Regions from separate parts of the Ovis aries genome. Here region 1 is linked to region 2. Evidence: chromatin contacts called from public Hi-C data. All regions are on one chromosome and are shown on one strand. The core of a region is the stretch at or near the end of the contact, and the rest is flanking DNA. Distances in the headings are between cores, read along the strand shown.

Region 1 (2,700 bases), core at 156-2,655, 260 kb before region 2:
CCGCAGGTGGGTCACGTCGTGTGCTCGTAAGACACTAGAGATGTTTGAGGCTAGTGGATAATCCCAGATTTCCTGCAGCACTACAGAAACTGGGACCATTCCTGTTGCCCCCAAGTCCTCCCCTTGTCTGATCCCAGTTGTCCTCAAGCCAGGGGTAACACAGCACAGGTCTGTCTTGAGTACCACCATGGGTAGATACAAGTAAAACATGTTTTCACCCCTGCAATGGTGTAGAAGCCACATCCAGTTCTGGGGGTTTTGTGTTTTGTTTTGTTTTTTTCCTTAAAATCTTCATTTTGAGACTGGACAAAAGTCTTACAGATACACATGGAAAAGCAATCCATGATCACAGTTGAAAGCGAAGACAGTGTAGTCAAAGTTTTTATGCCTGTCAGCTAGCTAATGCTGAAGCTCTGAGTATGACATGCTGCAGGCCTCAAAGGAATGGTAATTTGTATTCCTCTCCTTCTTCCTCTGCTTCTCCTTCAACAGAATCCACACAACCTCATAATCCTTTTCGAGGGCAGCCATGTCCTCACGGGCCTCAGAAAACTCTCCTTCCTCCATGCCCTCACCCACGTACCAGTGAACCAAGACATGCTTGGCATGCATCAGGTCAAACTTGTGGTCCAGGCAAGCCCAGGCCTCAGTGATGGCTGTAGTGTTGCTCGGCATGCACACAGCTCACTTTATTTTGGCCAGGTCTCCACCAGGTACCACGGTAGGAGGCTGATAATTAATGCCAACCTTGAAGCCAGTGGAGCACCAATCCACAAACTGGATGCTATGCTTAGTGGCAGTGGCAGCATTAACGTCTTTGGGAACAACATCACCACAGTACAACAGGAGGAGCAAGCCATGTATTCACCATGGTGAGGGTTGCATTCCCCCATCTGGTTGGCTAGCTCAAAGCAAGCATTGGTGATCTCTGCTACAGAAAGCTGTTCAGGGTAGGCTTTCTCAGCAGTGATGACAGATGTGGCCAGAGGGAAGTGGATGCGGAGATAGGGCACCAGGTTGGTCTGAAATTCTGTCTGATCCACATTCAGGGCACCATCAAACCTCAGGGAAGCAGTGATGGAGGACACTATCTGGCCAAGAAGGAGATTAAGATTCATGTAGGTTGGGCACTCAGTATCAAGATTTCTACAACAGATGTCATGGATGGCCTCATTGTCTCCCGTGAAGGCACAATCCAAGTGCTCCAGGATGGTGTGGGTGGTAAGGATGGAGTTGTAGGGCTCACTTGCAGCTGTGGAAACCTGGGGGGCTGGGTAAATGGAGAACTCCAGCTTGGACTTCTTGCCATAATTGACAGAGAGACGTCCCATCAGCAGGGAGGTGAACCCAAAAGCAGTTCCTCCACGAAAGCTGTGGAAAACCAAGAAGCCCTGAAGACCTGTGCACTGGTCAGCCAGTTTCCAAATTCGGTCCAAGACGAGGTCAGTGATTTCCTTGCCAGTGTTGTAGTAACCTCGGGCATAGCTATTGGCAGCATCTTCTTTGCCTGTGATGAGCTGCTCAGGGTGGAAGAGCTGGCGGTAGGTGCCAGTGCACACCTCATCAATGACTCGGTTCCAAGTCTACAAACACTGCTCTGGGCATGTGCTTGCCAGCACCTGTCTCACTGAAGAAGGTGTTGAAGGAGTCCTCTCCCCCAACAGTCTTGTCACTTGGCATCTGGCCATCGGGCTGGATGCCGTGTTCCAGGCAGTAGAGCTCCCAGCAGGCATTGCGGATCTGGACATAAGCCTGGCCAACTCAGATGGAGACGCACTCACACGTGGGGGCTATGGCTCAGCAGGCGCAGGCAACAGAAGTAGACGCCGGTCTTGGCTACCATCCCCGACAAGCTAAGAGTCAAGTAACACACTCTGTTTTCCAGTTTTAATGGGTTTGAGAAAACTGAAGAGGAAATGGAATAGAAGAAGAGGATAATCCAAGATAAGTTCACAGCGGTAGGCCAGGCCCAATCCTGAAAGGCCATTTAGGCCTTGACAATGGTGATAACTCCAAATGCGGCAGGCCTTGGCAGGTCTTCATCCGGGTACCACAGGACTTGTTTGAAAAGGAAAATTATTGTTGGGTGTGAAGAGGACTCAGATGGGACAAGCATGGTGATGCTGCTTGCCCTCAATTGCAAATGGAGCTAGAGGAGAATAGAGAGCATTTTGGCTGAAGTCACCAAGATGTGGGATTCCATGCACATTGGACTGGTACACAGGAGGGCTACTGGCAATATATATTCAAAGTCTTTAAAAAATACACATCTTTGGGAGAGGGTTTTGGGGGAGAATGGATACACATATGGCTAAATCCCTCCACTGTTCACCTGAAACTACCACACATTGTTAATCAGCTATATCCTAATACAAAATAAAAAGTTTAAAAGTTTGAAAAAATATATACATCCCGTTTGACCCAAACATTCCATTTCCACTTTTGCACAGTTTAAAATTTATGAGAATGTTCATCACAGCATGAAACAGGTAAATTTTAGAAGCAACCTAAATGTCAAATGGTGTATTGAATAAATTATGGTACAACCTTATCATAAATCATCATCAGGGGCAAAATTGATTCCTGAGTGTGAGGAGGAGAGAATACAACTAAGCTATTACAATGGTTTTTGGCCACAGTACGTAAACAAGAGGTACGGTGTACCTATGCTATAAATATTTCACGTCGGGGAGAAAAAAA
Region 2 (2,700 bases), core at 41-2,540:
GGATGCCGGGAGAAGCCTGAGAACAGACTGTCCTCTCTACAGGGTTCTAGACAGCAGTTCAAAGCCTTGCCTTCTCTGGAGCTCTCTGGGAAGGACAAGCCACCCTGTGAACAGGCCCCAGTTGTGCTTCCACAAGCATCGCACCAGTGCATCTGACTAGCCAAATCCAACTGACCTTCCTGTGGTCTCCAGGTTTCCCCTTATTCCTTGAAGTTTTACCTTCTTCCACAAACCCCACCATGAAAAAGCATGAATCTGACTCAGCAGGTTTGACTTTCTACTCACAGAACCATACCTGGGAGGGTTCATAGGGTGACATACCTTCTCGACTACCTTCTTCTAAGACACGCATCCCAACCCCTTCCCCCAGGCTGTTTGAACAGGTCACTTTTGTCACATAAAACTGGAGATGCCCAGCACAGGAAGGCGGTAGGCTGTTGATCTGCCTATTGGGCTGCTCATGAGGCAACAGACCTGAGACCCCCTCAGGCCCTTGGGTACCACCTGATGACAAATGGGTGTCCAGGCACCAATGGCGAGTCTTCTAGGGAGCACTTGAACACTTGGTGGCTACTGAGGCTCCAGGAAGCCTTAGCAAGCCCTCCGGGTCAGGTGGAGATGGGAATATTTTGTGCTGTCCTGGCACCTCTCAACCCTACCCTCTGTCAAACTGGGAGCTGCTGCTTGCGCTTCAGTTGGGAGGGTCTGTCCCTCCAAGACTCAGTAAAGGGCTGTCATGGAGGATGCTGGGGATGGTGGAGTGGGCTGCCACCTGAGAAGCTGATGGCTTCAAAGGGAGGGGCTTCTGCCAAGAGTGGCAAGGTCAGGACAGCACGTCAGGAGCCAATTTGTTCTAGATGGCGGTGCCCGCTGAGCGCCTAGGAGCTTCCTGGCTTCGGGCTTCTGTCGCCCACCTTCCTCCTGCACCGGGCATCTCCAGGCCTCCTGGGTTCTGCTTTGCTGAGTCACAGCCAGGACCAGACCTGGGAGGGGTCCCCAGGTGAAGAGGCTGGCGAAAGATCTTTGATGTCGGAGTAGGGGGCCGGCCTCTTGGGGTGCCTGGTGCATTAGGGGCGGTGATGAAAGGGGGCGGCAATGAGGGGGCCCGGCGGAGACGAGCGGGCAGTGAGCCTGGGGCTCCCGGAGGGCGGCTCGCGAGCCCCGGCCGGGCGCTGAGGCCCCGCCCCCAGAAGACGGTGGCGGGGGGCGCGGCTTCCCTCGTCCCTACAAAAGCCGCGCGCCTCCGCCCGCTGTTGCCCAGCTGTGCTCCAGCTCCTCCAGTGGCGGTGATGGCGTCGCTCACGGTGAAGGCCTACCTTCTGGGCAAGGAAGACGCAGCCCGCGAGATCCGCCGCTTCAGCTTCTGCTTCAGCCCGGAGCCCGAGGCCGAAGCCGAGGCCGCCCCTGGCCCCCGGCCCTGTGAGCGGCTGCTGAGCCGTGTGGCTGCGCTCTTTCCTGTGCTCCGGCCCGGCGGCTTTCAGGCGCACTACCGCGGTGAGCGGGCCCGGCGCCCTCGGCAGCGGTGCGGGGCCGTGACGCAGCCCTGCCCTGCCGGGCGGGCCAACGGCCCCTCGCCTCGGCCTGGGCGGCGCCCGCGGGGGTTTTCGCTGGCGGCTCTCCGGGTGGACGGCGGCCCGCGTGGGCCCCTAGCGCGGTCCTGGTGCCGCCCTGCTGACGAGGAGCGGCGGCCGCAGCCAGCCCTCGAGGGGGGCGTCTGGCGCCGCCAGGCCCTCCCGGCGAGGCTCAGGCCTGGCGGCCTGAGAGGCCTCCCCCCCGCGGTGATAGTGCAGGTTTTGGCGAGGGCGCGGGCGTCCTCACCTGCTCCCCCAGCGCCTCTCGGGTTACACCGACTCCTGGCTGCCGCAGTCCGGGTCTGCCGGCGCCAGGCGGGGGCTGTGGCGAGAACCCGGAAGAGCCGGGGCGGGCGGCCGCGGAAGGGCCGGCGGGGAGAGCGGTGACGCCGTTAAACGCCCCGGGAGGCGAGGCGCTCGGTGGTGCGGCCTGGCCCGCGACTGGCGGGCGGCTGGCAGAGGTCGAGCAGCCTCACGAACAGCCAGGGCTAGGCGGAATCCAGGCGTTATCCCACTGGCAGTGATGAGAGGCACAAGAGAAAACGTTCTTAGAAGTAATGGTGTAGGGACAGAGTCCAGGAGGCAGCTCAGTTTCTAGCTGCGCGGGTGAGAAGCTGGCTGCTGGGTGTGGGGTTAGCGGAGGTTGTTGTGCTGGGAGGGAGGCGGGCCCATGTACGTGGGGCGGTGCTAGGACCTTCTTCTGGACTGCTGCCAGGCTCCCAACTTTTTTTTCCACCTGTTTAAAAATTAGCGATTTTATTGAGCTACCACCCCATAGAATTCGTCCATTCAAAGTGTACAGTTTTTACCATATTCACGGATTTCTGCAGCCATTATCACAGTCATCTGGGAATCTTTCCATCACCTTCTGAAGAAACTCTGCCCTTTAGCGATCCTCCCATCCCATGCTTCCAGCCACAGATACCACTAACCTACTTTATGGATTCCCTTGTTCTGGGCAGTTCATGTAGAAATGTAGTCTGTTGTAACTGGCTTCTTTTATTTGGCATGATGTTTTTAAGGTTCGCGTATGTTCAGCATGTATCAGTATTTCATTCCTTTTTGTGGCTGAATAACATTCAATTTTATGGATACAGCACATTTTGTTGAGCTGTTCATTAGCTGATGG

Evidence for each region. Hi-C and Micro-C count contacts between places; a contact is called where the count stands out from the background.
Region 1: a contact with region 2 is called in a Hi-C map of hypothalamus, with 5 times the contacts expected there. The contact joins the promoter of HNRNPH1 here to the promoter of SQSTM1 in region 2. A contact is called at or near these places in 2 of 16 Hi-C or Micro-C datasets (hypothalamus and skin fibroblasts).

The regions. Positions count from the first base shown.
Region 1 is chr5:1,462,094-1,464,793 of ARS-UI_Ramb_v3.0, reverse strand. HNRNPH1 (heterogeneous nuclear ribonucleoprotein H1) reads right to left here and starts at 1,405. Exons shown (of 13, transcript XM_060415347.1): 1 at 1-1,405. It also overlaps the pseudogene LOC114114979.
Region 2 is chr5:1,204,791-1,207,490 of ARS-UI_Ramb_v3.0, reverse strand. SQSTM1 (sequestosome 1) reads left to right here and starts at 1,290. Exons shown (of 8, transcript NM_001163043.1): 1 at 1,290-1,494. The coding sequence starts at 1,290.